2 separate regions of the Sus scrofa genome follow, and region 1 is linked to region 2. Evidence: chromatin contacts called from public targeted proximity ligation data. All regions are on one chromosome and are shown on one strand. The core of a region is the stretch at or near the end of the contact, and the rest is flanking DNA. Distances in the headings are between cores, read along the strand shown.

The links.
Region 1: a targeted proximity ligation map of alveolar macrophages shows a contact between it and region 2. A contact is called at or near these places in 3 of 5 promoter capture datasets (fetal liver and liver), 14 of 47 Hi-C or Micro-C datasets (blood, brain, embryonic fibroblasts and 8 more) and 2 of 2 datasets of targeted methods (alveolar macrophages and skeletal muscle).

Annotation. Positions count from the first base shown.
Region 1 is chr3:112,959,446-112,965,223 of Sscrofa11.1, forward strand. KIF3C (kinesin-like protein KIF3C) reads left to right here and starts at 3,979. Exons shown (of 11, transcript XM_021087735.1): 1 at 3,979-4,263. It overlaps LOC106509872 (a long non-coding RNA gene), which reads left to right. Exons shown (of 4, transcript XR_001307824.2): 3 at 1,068-1,224; 4 at 2,379-3,317.
Region 2 is chr3:112,838,998-112,845,489 of Sscrofa11.1, forward strand. RAB10 (RAB10, member RAS oncogene family) reads right to left here. Exons shown (of 6, transcript NM_001243060.1): 6 at 3,193-5,711. The coding sequence ends at 5,628. Among named protein-coding and RNA genes, the nearest start is that of GAREM2, 25 kb to the left of the region's middle.

The DNA.
Region 1 (5,778 bases), core at 2,729-5,228, 120 kb after region 2:
AGGGAGTCGCAAAAGGTTCTTGAACAATTTAAAAAGAGACATCTAGGAGTTCTTTCATGGCTCAGTGGGTTAAGGATCTGGCATTGTCACCGATGTGGCTCTGGTTACAGCAGTGGCATGGGTTAGATCCCTGGCCCAGGAACTTCCACATGCCATGGACATGACCAAAAAAAAAATTTTTTTAAAGAGAGAGACATTCAAAGAAAATACCCATACAGGCAACATTCTGTTTCTTTTCTTTCTTTCTTTTTTTTTTTGTCTTTTTGCCTTTTCTAGGGCCGCTCCCGCAGCAGTATGGAGGTTCCCAGGCTAGGGGTCTAATTGGAGCCATAGCCGCTGGCCTACACCAAAGTCACAGCAACGTGGGATCCAAGCCGCATCTGCAACCTACACTACAGCTCACGGCAACGCTGGATCCTTAACCCACTGAGCAAGGTCAGGGACCGAACCCGCAACCTCATGATTCCTAGTCAGATTCATTAACCACTGAGCCACGACAGGAACTCCCAACATTCTGTTTCTTAACAGAGGGAATAGTGATAGCCAACATGCACTCACTCTAAATTATGCATATATGTTTTGTACTCTTCTGAATACATACATGATATAATGTGTACTTTCGCAAAATGAAAAAATAATGTGGACGTGGTAGTCTACAGAATGGGATGGAGAAGAGACACTTTGGAATCAAAGACGCAGGAAGGAAGCTGGTGCTGAGATGGAGGCTGAGGGTGAGGAAGGTGTGGAGTAGACCATTGAGAGTAGGGATGCAGGGGGAGGAGAGGTGAGAGATGCTTCCTGCGTGAACGGGGCCATGAGCAAAATATAGCTCCAGATATGGATAATGATGACAGAGGGTAGTTGAGAGGGAAGGACCTGGCTGGGGTGTGTGGTTACATTTTGAACCCGTTCAGCTGGGACCATCCAAACTGCGGGTCTGTAATATCATTGGGTGGAAGGAGCAGAAGCCCGGTTGAGCTAACTCAAGTGGGGATCTAGAAACTCAGAAGCAGACGCCCTGGAGCGCACGTGGTTTTTGTTCTGCTCTTCTCACATCTGCCGACTAGGTTCTTCTGCTTCCTCGGAGGGAGGGCCCACCTAGCAGAAGCTGGAGAGCCCTGGGAACCCCGCAGGGAGGCAAGGCCACTTCAGAGCAGCCTGATGGAGGCATCCTTGGAAAGTCTGTCACAGCTGTCTAGCAGTGACCTGCTGGGTGATGAACAGGTAGGTCCTGGTGGGGACAAGGTATAAAGTCTGTGTTCAAGGAAAGCCACAGAAAAGAGGGCCTGGTTTTCGTCTGGGCAAGGGAAGCAGCAAGACCACGATCTAAGATGGGAGGATGCTGATGTGGACGAGGGTGCGGAAAGGCCTTGTAACCAGTGACATTCTCTGCAGGACCCTCTTTCTCAGCCCCCCTCCAACTGCCCTACGCCTCCATTCCTTCACTTCAAACTCCTTAAAAGCTGCCCACGCTCCCTGGCTCACCGTCTCCGCACTCCTCCACCCTCAGCAGCAGGCCTGCCCAGCTGGCCCCCCTTAGAAGCACGCTGCAAGGTCTCCAAGGACTTTCTGGTCACCATATCTAGGCAACAGATACTCCCAGCTCTAATCTTGTTTCGGTCATTCATTGTTCATTCATTCAAAGAATATTTGTTAAGCACCAACTTTTTGTCTGGGGCCGAGGATATGATATTGAACAAGATCCACTAGGCAGAACTTCCCTACAGAGACACTGTCTATTTATTCCTCTTAAGATGCCACACACTCATGTGCACACGTACTTGCTCTTTCTGTTCACATCTTCCCCAAAGCCTCTGACTAGGGACTCAGCTGCCAGGCATGCGATCTACATGCAACACAGACAAATGGGAAGGAAGTTAGGTCAGTAGCCTAAGGAAGCTGGGGAGGAAGGGGGCCAGACAGCCTGGAGGGGCACCCCAGGATGTACACATCAGTCACCTGGCCATTTGCTAGTGGCCTGGGGAGTGTGTAACTCGGAATGGCAGGCACCCAGCAGAGAAGGGCACGCTGCCAGAATCTCAGGTTCTGGCGACTTCAGGCAGTTCTCGAGGCAAGGCCCTTCCCAGAGGGCCAGGGAGGGACCAGGGGACCGGTTGCAGCCTTTGGGGAGGCCAGCAGCCTGGGCACAAGACCGCTACATCATACTCCTTCGCTGAATCCTGGCCTTCCTCCTGGAGCATGAAGCTCCCAGAACTGTCCCGTGAAGCAGGGAGTCTCTGAGCCAGACCCTGAGTTCTGGGCCAGATGCCGGCATCCTATAAATCCAAGGAGCCAGCCCGTCAGGGCTCCAGCTGGCTGACCACCCAAGGGCCCAGGTGATGGAAGGGCTCAGAATTTTCCTTTCTTTCTCTTCCTAGGGAATTATATAAAGTAAATGAACAATATAGAAGAAAAGGAGGAAGAAGATGGGGGAAAGAGAAGAGGAGTAGAAGGAGGAGGTGGAGAAGAAAGCATTGTTTTTTAAAAGCCCAGCCCTGAACGTAAAACCTTTGAATAACTTCCCATTGCTCGTTGGATAATCACTCCCCCCTTCACACCTCTCCCCGTCTCTCCCCACCCCTTCCAGTTATAGGAGGTTTCTGGGGCCTGCTAGGATGTGTTCACACAGCCCTGTGGGAAATTGCCCCATGGGGTTGCAGCAACTGAATCAGGGGGAGGGGGTGGGGGGTACCATAATGGGCTCTTCGTAAGGAGCATAGAGCACTGCACGAAGCGGGGTTTGGTCCCCGGTCTGTGACTCTAGGACCATGGGAAAATGACCGTCTAAGCCTCCTGTTCTTGGCCTGGGCAGTGAATGGGGAGAATGCGCCCTGTCCTGCCTGCCTTACTGGGAGGCTCAGGTGAGATAAAGAGCCTAGAAACCTTTGTGAATTATCCAGTGCTGAACAAGTAAGGGATTGCTCCTACTACTGAGTAAACTACCTTGAGAAGTGTCAGAAGCCCGCCTCCTTCATCTCTCAGTGCTTTTCTTTCTAATAATCCTTTATGTCATTATAACACTTGATGCCTTTCAAAGCACTTTTACATGTATATTGTTATTTGTGGTGCCACATCTCGGTGCAGTGGCCAGGCAGGGCTACCCCTTGCTGGGCATATAAGGACACAGGCTCCGAAGGGTGAAGTCACCAGAAGGCCCAGTATCACGGGGCGCGTGGTGGCAGAGCCAGGCCTGAGCTCAGGTTTCCTGACTGCAGCCTGGGGCCTGCTCCCAGCTGCTGGAGCCGCTCTGCCCCCAGCATGTACCAGCTGTTGTTCTTTTAGATTCTAAACCTCTCAGAGGGTACAGGCAGGGTCTTCTTAGGGGATTAACTTCCTCATGGGAGTTAGCATGGGCTCTGGGTGGCGCTATTTCAGGGTACACTTGAGCTTTTGACAGCGAGAGAAGCTTGGGTTTGGAAAATCTACGCACCCAGGCCCACAGGAGGTTGCCCAGGTTCCTTTGTCCCTCCTCTGTGACAGTGGTCAGCCAAGAGTCAGGCCAGAGCTGGGCCTCCAGGGCTGAGTCTGGCTACAAAGTGTGCCAGTGCCTTGCGCTGCTCAGATGACATGGGATGGCTCCCTCCACGCCATCCAGCCGCTGGGGCAGCGCAAGCACAGAAACACAGGCCTGCTCCCTGACCTGGAGCTGCTCACAGCTGCAGGGACAGCAGCCCATGGGAAAAGAACAGCGCAGCGGATGGGCGGGGCGAGCACCCTCTCAAGGAGGGGGCGGGGGCGCAGGCCGGGGGTGGGGGTGGGGGGCGCCCAGTTAAGAGACGAAATGAACTCCGAAAGTCCAGATCTCTGGGGGCTGGGAGGCTCTGAGGAAGCCTCCAGGCTGAGGACACCCGCCTCCCCCTCCTCTAAGTCGGTCTCCGGTCAGACTTGCAGTTAGTGAATCACACCAGGAAACCGCCTCTGCAACATTCCAGGATGCACAAGCCAGGCCCTGGGTCTGACTGCTGATTGGTGGTGGTGGAGTCAGGGGAAAGGGCACCAGACCGGCTGTCTGGAGATGTGGGCCGCTGCGCCCCACTCCACACACGAGCCAGACAAGGCCGAGAGATTGGGGCGCGTTTGCTGTCAAGGTCAAAGCCTCGGTGGCCCGAGTTTGGCTTCAACTCAGGTCTCCTGAATTTCTGCTGTAGGAACCTCCACTCTCGTCCATCCATAATGATGACAAGCATTCCAGAGAGAAGGCCCGGGGCGGCAGAGACGATCTGGAGTTGAAGAGAGAGCAAGGCGGCAGTGAGAGCACGCCAGGTCAGCAATACCTCGGTCCCACCACGACCTCCACTTCCCTTCCCTGAGTCCCAGAGGGGCTGAATGAGGCTGAGAAGAGTGATGGGAATTGTTCCCATGACATTTATAATAGTTAAAAAAAAACCCCAAAAAACAAAAAACAGAGACAGCCTAACTGTGCAATAGGGGGTGTGATAGAAAATAAATCATAGGAGTTCCCGTCGTGGTGCAGTGGTTAACGAATCCGACTAGGAACCATGAGGTTGCGGGTTCGGTCCCTGCCCTTGCTCGGTGGGTTAAGGATCCAGCTTTGCTGTGAGCTGTGGTGTAGGTTGCAGACGCGGCTCGGATCCCGCGTTGCTGTGGCTCTGGCATAGGCCGGAGGCTACAGCTCCGATTCGACCCCTAGCCTGGGAACCTCCATATGCCGCTGGAGCGGCCCAAGAAATGGCAAAAAGACCAAAAAAATTAAAAATTAAAAAAATATAAATAAATAAATCATAAATGTAAGTACCTGTTCACAACAATATAGCTTCTAGAAAGTAATATAGAGTGTCTTTATGACCTTGGGGTAGAAGAAAGATTTTTAAGCAAAACATAACAAGTGCTAGTCACAGAAAAAGACGGATAAATGTGTCTATAGGACCATTAAGGAATTGGGTTATGAAAAGGTACCACGAGCAGAATGAAATGTCAAACCACAGTGAAAATGCTTGCATCGCATATAAGCAGCAAAAGGCTCAAAGCCAAAATACAAAAGAACTAAAAAAAAAAAACTCTTAAAAAGCAGCAAGGAAAAGACAGGCAATGCAGTAGAAAAGTGACCAAGAGACTTGAAGGGGCAATTCACAAAAGAAGACGCAGAAAGGTCGTGTCCTAACGTAAAAGTTGCTCAATTGTATTTGTTGTCAGGAAAGTCCAAGTTAAAACCTCGGTGAGGAGTTCGCTTGTTGCACAACAGGTTAAGGATCCGGTGTTGTTACTCCAGCGGCTTGGGTCAAGGGTTCGATCCCCGGCCTGGGAACTTCTACATGCCACGGATGTCGCAAAAACAAAAGCAAAAAATCTTATAATGAGATACCAAATATCTAAAAGTAAGAATGCCAATATTAAGTGTTTGTTCTGACCTGAGCTGGTCCTGGAACTGTCATACACTGCTGGCAGTGCATCTTGTTATTCCCACTTTGGAACACTCTTAGACATTTTTAACTGATGTTGAAAATTTGCATTCCCTATGACCTGGCAATCACACCCCCGGGTATATGGGCAACGGAAATGTGGCTAGTGGGCATAGGCGGTATGAACAAGAATGTTCATAGTGACATACCTTATAAAAACCCCAAACTGGAGTTCCCATTGTGGCTCAGCAGTAACAAACGCAACTAGTATCCATGAGGATGCGAGTTCCATCCCTGGCCTCTGTCAGTGGATTAAGGATCCTGCGTTGCTGTGAGCTGTGGTGTAGGTTGCAGACATGGCTTGGATCCTGAGTTGCTGTGGCTGTGGTGTAGGCCAGCAGCTATAGCTCAGATAACG
Region 2 (6,492 bases), core at 3,339-5,838:
CGATCCGAGTCTACAAACTACACCACAGCTCATGACAACGCCTGATCCTTAACCCACTGAGCAAGGCCAGGGATCGAACCCACAACCTCATGGTTCCTAGTTGGATTCGTTAACCACTGCGCCACGACGGGAACTCCCCATTGGCTCTTGATCTCAGGAAGTCACACTGATCTCAACTCCTCCTGGGAAGTTAGCATAAACTATATCTAGCTGCCCTTTTCCCCCATGAATTATTTCACTATTACTCATTGCTATTAATTTCACCATTAATAAGTAGCCAAAGTCCCCCTCAAAGGACATGGCCTTGGAAAGCCAGTTAAGAGGACTGTGAAAAACAACGGCATCATCTACTTCCAGCCAAAAGATGGCTTGAAATAGAAGAAAACAAAATTAACAAGGTGGCGAGGGTAATACAGGTTTGAAAAAAGGGGAAAAAAATGTAGTAAATTAAGCTAAGTACTGTTTTCAAGTGATTGCTCTTCATCAGAGATAGCAAGGTTAGCTATTTAACTTAGTAAAGGAAGGCTTCATTGCGGCATTCCATCTTCCTGTTGGCTCTGGCACCTGGTTATTACCTCCATTATACTCAGTATAACCAGACCTTAGGACCTTATCCAGAGAAAATGTGATATGGTGAAAGTGAAAGTAGAATGGCACTGGCATCAGGGCTGGTTCAAAAATCCAGCTGCAGGAGTTCCCGTTGCGGCTCAGCGGGTTAAGAATCCAACTAGTATCCATGAGGACATGGGTTCGACCCTGGCTTTGCTCAGTGAGTTAAAGGATCCGGTGTTGCTGCGAGCTGCAGTGTAGGTTGAAGACACGGCTCAGAATGCAGTGGTTGTGGTGTAGGTGGGCAGCTGCAGCTCTGATTTGACCCCTACCCTGGGAACTTCCATATGCCCAGGGTGTGGCCCTAAAAAGACCAAACCCAACCCAACCCAACCAAACCAAACCAAAAGGCAAAACAAAAACCCAATCCAACTCCAACTGGCTGTGCAACTTTAAGAAAATTACTTTGCCCATGGTATGTGGAAGTTCCTAGCCTAGGCATCAAACCCCCACCATGGCAGTAACTAGAGCCACAGCTGTGACAATGCTGGATACTTAACTGGCTGAACCACCCGGGGAAATCTGTTACTTAATCTGAGTAATCCAAGACCGTTTTTTTTTTTGGGGGGGGGGTATGCCCAAGCATGTGGAAGTTCCTGGGCCAGAGATTGAATCCCGCCACACCAGTGACCTAAACCCCAGCAGTGACAATGCAGGATCCTTATCTGCTAGGCCACTAGAGTATTGCCTGTTTCTTTTGTAAAAAGTGTTCTATTTCACCAGATTGTTGATAACATCACCCAAAGAACCCAGAGAAGTACTATAAGTACTTAGGTGGTTTCCTAGTAGGCAAGAAATATTCTCTGCCACTCACAGTCTCCTGTGCATTAACTCTGCCCTTTGTTATCATTTTCTGGGTCTTTTTCATATCTCAATTAATGCAGCAACTTCCTGTCTCTAGGACAGCTTCTCCTCTTCCAGCCCATCTAGACTTTTCTTCACTCAGGCCTCACCACTCTCCAGGTCTCACCAGGACTCTCCATCCTCTACCACACTGTCCAGCTGGACTTCCGGTTTCCCACACAGGCAAAGTTTGTTTTTAATTTGCTCACTGTCCCTTCTCACCCTCCATTTAGCCCTAGCCATTCGATCTACACATCTAAAAACCTATTCATGCCCCTGCCCCTCAAAGACCACCCCAACTATGCTCACCAACTAAACTAGTTCTTCTTATATATTCTTTACAGCACTTTATATTCTTTATAGAATTTAAAGCCTGGGTCACAACTTTTGGCTCCTGTATGTTTAGCTGATTATTGCTTCTGCTTCCTAATCTAGATTTTAAGTATAAAGGGAGAAGCCATGGTTTGTTTTCCCATACCAATCTCAAAAGCAGAATTGGGAGTTCCCGTCGTGGCGCAGTGATTAACGAATCGGACTAGGAACCATGAGGTTGCGGGTTTGGTCCCTGCCCTTGCTCAATGGGTTACCGATCTGGCGTTGCCATGAGCTGTGGTGTGGGTTGCAGACGCGGCTCGGATCCCACGTTGCCGTGGCTCTGGTGTAGGCCGGCAGCTACAGCTCCAATTTGACCCCTAGCCTGGGAACCTCCATATGCCACGGGAGCAGCCCAAGAAATAGCAAAAAAAAAAAAAAAAGAAAAAAGGCAGAATAACAGGCCCCACCCTAGATTCACAAAGTATGTTGATGGAAGTATACAGGGAAGCATTAAAAATTAGGTTTCGCGATTCCATTGTGGCTGAGTGGTAATGAATCTGACTAGTATGCACAAGGACATGGGTTCAATCCCTGGCCTTGCTCAGTGGGTTAAGGATCTGACATTGCCGTGAGCTGTGGCGTAGGCCGCAGATGAGGCTTCGATCTGGCATTTGGCCCTTAGCCTGGGAACGTCCATGTGCTGTAGGTACCACCCTAAAAAGCCAAAAACCAAACAAAAAGCCCCTCCAGGTTTATAAGAACTGCAGTGTTGGAATTCCCTGATGGCCTAGTGGTTAAGGATCTGGTGGTATCATTGCTGTAGTGTGGGTTCGATCCCTGGCCTGGAAACTTCCCTAAATCTCGGTTGTGGCCCAAATAGAAACCCCTGCAGTATAAGAAAACCTCTATATATCCTTCCAGCAGAGATGATTTTGCAAACAAATATTTACCTTATTTATTAATAAGTCCTTAATACAGAATCAAACATTTCTTGCACCAGCAATGCACATTAAAAGAGCCAAAGTTGTTGCTCATGGCTCACAAAAAAGGAAACACTCCATTTGTCAGGTGAGAGGACAGTCACTGCTCCAACAAGGATTCATCCGCCAGCAATGGCTGCCTTACCCGGTGTCTCACCCGGGTAAGGAGCTGACCTCAGCTGCAGTTGGCCTTCGGGCATGTTCTATACTGTTGGCTGTGGAGTGACTGTGGTTGTGCTCTCTGACCCCAGGATGATTCTGCTTTTTAAAGGCAGTTTCTTCCAAAGACAGCTCTTGAAATTGCCTTCTCAGCTTTCCCTAGGTTGAAAAAAATTATTCCCCTTCTATTTCTGCCCCTCGAATATCCAGTATGCTATTCTGCACTATTTTCAGAAGGAATCCTTCATTTTAAACTCCGTAAACAAATGAAAACCAAGCCACACAGTTGGAAATCAAGTTTTGTTTTTATATGAACAGAAGTAGACCATCTAGAAATATTTCAGTTTATTTAAATTGTTAAGTAGAATATGAAACCGAATTTGTAGCTAGTACCAGAGAATGGACTTAACTGTTTGGTGTTTAATGAGAACAGCTTCTACACAGGATCCCAAGAGACTTACAGAAAAAGGGGCAAAGCCCTAATATTAAGCAAATAAAATTCATGTTTCAAACAGGTTATACAAAAATTGATTTTTACTCCATTTCCCTTTTTTTGATATTTAGAAAGTGCAGATTTAACAAAAGGTAGCCATATCCTTTCTATGTACAATGCCGATTATAATTACGCAAACAACAAAACTGTCAGTCTGTTACCCAAAAATCCCAGTGTTTAGCTCTCAAACCTTAAGTCACTGAATTGAATAAGGATTAAGGAGGGTTAAAAATAAAAAAGCTACTGCCACATTCCAGATACAGGAAAGCAACACATTAAAACTGATCTAACCAACAGCAGATTTAACCTAAAACGTTTTGCTGAGAAGCTTAACATCATTTGTTATTTTTAGTGGAAAATTAAGGATTATTTGGCAATGCTGCTTTTACTAGTAGTAAACAATGATAAAGTCAAGTGAGGGGGAAACCTAACAACAACAATAACCAGTGAGGCATATAAAATTGTTTTTAGGGCACTATCTGAAAAATTCATGGTTGTTCAGAGCAGATATGTCCCTATGTTGTTTCTGTGAGCCAGAGGGCATTAAAATGCTACCCACGATACAGAAAGACTTTTCAATGGAAGCTGCTGTCCTAAACTCAGCCTCTGCTAGAAATGAATCATGCTATTCACAATTATTTCAACAAAGGTATCATCTTAGGATGCTAGCAGCAGAGCAAACGTAACTTACCCTATCCTAATGATAAGCAATGAAGCAAAACTAGAGAAATGAAGTGAAAAAAGGACAGGATGAGAGAGAGCTAGAGTATCTTATCTTTACATGAAAAGCCTTTGTTGTCCTTTTCCCAAATCCATGGTAATACAAGTTTTTCAAAGGGATGTGAAGATAGGACTTAAAATTAATAATAATCTAAAGTACTTCTAAATCTTAAGGTAAAGACAACTTAACACTGAAAAAGTGTTCTTCAAAGGCCAAATCTCAAGATATTTGGCAAACATGTTAATGAATTTCACTCCTCCTTCCCACCTTATTTAAACAACCTTTACCGGGCTACCAAACTGCTAGAGGAGTTGCCAAAATGGAGACTACTCAAATTTAGGTTAAGAGATTTATTCTAGGAAAGTGAATAGGCGATACACCTAATTAGAAAGACAAACCACAACACCCTCCAAACACTAGTGCATGCAATTAACTCTTCCATTTCATAAACTCAATGGAGAGACAGGAAGGAAACAAAAAAGGGAAGGAGAAGAGGAACATGAAGTCGAACAGCATATGAAGGAATCTGGGACAGAAGCATTAGGGGAGAGAGAAAATGAGGAGGGGACATAGTTAACTGACATTTGAGAGGAGGCAGTTAGAATTTATCTTTCAGTTTACTTAGCAATTTAAATCAGTGCTTTATGTTAAACTTGACAAACCTACTAGTTTGACTCTTTCATTTTTAAATAACCCATACCACAGAGTGGTGGGGGAGAAGCAAATAAAGCAGCATGCAGGAAGAGACACAAGGAAGACGTGGCCAAGGAAAAGAACTGGTGGCAGGAATAGTTTTAAATATCAAGGCCACTGAAAATGAGACTCAGCAAACCAAAGCTATCATTTCTGCATTACCCTTTGTCCTCAATTAACTACTTTGAAAATTACAGCCAAGCAAACCACAAACATTTTAATGCTTTATGTTTCGATGATATGTCTCCTGCACATGCTTCCACCAAAACAGAAAGAGGAAAAACCAAAGAACTTCCTTTCCACATAAGGCACAGGACAAAATTAACCCCATTTACATATTCAAGGCAAAAAATGAGTGTTTTCCTGGCTTTTGTTTCTTTTGCTATCACATGTCTATAGATTATAGGGACTCAAGCACATTATCCATGACAGAAAATTCCACTGTTGTACAAAATAAAATTGTTAATTCTAACTTTTATTCTTATACAATTTGCAGAATAGAGTTGAAATGATTGCTATCGTTTTTAATGTTGATAAGAACTGGACTATAATACAACTGAAATGCAGTGGTGAGCTGAGCAAGTACATTTAAAAATGAACTCACAGACATGATTTTTCTATACATTTTTTTGTTTGAAGAAAATTATAAAGTCAGCAAGCAGTCACGGATGAAAGAACAAATAAAATAGGTGGATTGGAGTTAAGATGAGGAACAAAAATATCTATTTAGAGTTAAAAATGGACAGAGTGGTTTATTTTGCAGCAAGAAGAGAACACAGGGTGGTGGATGGCGACTGATGGAACAGGAGAGCGCTCAGCAGCATTTGCTCTTCCAGCCTGTCACGCCTCCTCCACTGCTGATATCTACGTTCTCACTGTTGGGCTCTTTTACAGGGGTCTGGAACAAACAAGGAAAGCAACCCATGAAAAAACACTGCCATGGATCAATCAAGATTCAACAGAAATACTTTCATAAATGTTAGCTTACGTAACAAAATGCAATTACAGTCACAGGAGATAGGTTTTTTCCCCCATGCAAAGTAAAGAAATAGAAGCTTTGTTTTCGATCTTCATTTTCCCCCTTTCTTCCCAGATGTGAAATGTCCAGAAGCCTCCTGGCTTCCCTCTGCAGAACTTTTTTTTGTCTTTTTAACACCCACGGCATATGGAGGTTCCCAGGCTAGGGAATGAACAGGAGCTGTAGCCACTTGGCTACCCCATAGCCACAGCGAGGCCAGATCAGAGCCTCACCTGTGACCTACACACAGCTCACAGCAATGCAGGATCCTAAACCCACCAAGTGAGGCCAGGGATCAAACCTGGGTCCTCATGGATATTAGTCAGATTCGTTTCCGCTGAGCCACAATGGGAACTCCCCTCTGCAGAACTTCTGAAATCTTCTCTGCTCTAACTCTTGGTTAGAGAGGTATGTCATCTTCCACCCCTGACCCCAGGTACTCAGGGGTAGAAGTACTTAGTACTTAAAAAGTACATCAGCAAGCTTATGTGTAAAACCAATGTTGGATCATGTCTAACTTCAGAGAAGTAAAACAGCCCTCTTTTGTTTAGTTTCACTTGTCTTTTGAGACTGTGGAGCTTGTATTACTGGAGCATTGCTTTAAAAAGTCAATATTAACTATGGTGTACTAACTTTAAGTGGAGGAAACTGGGTGGGACAG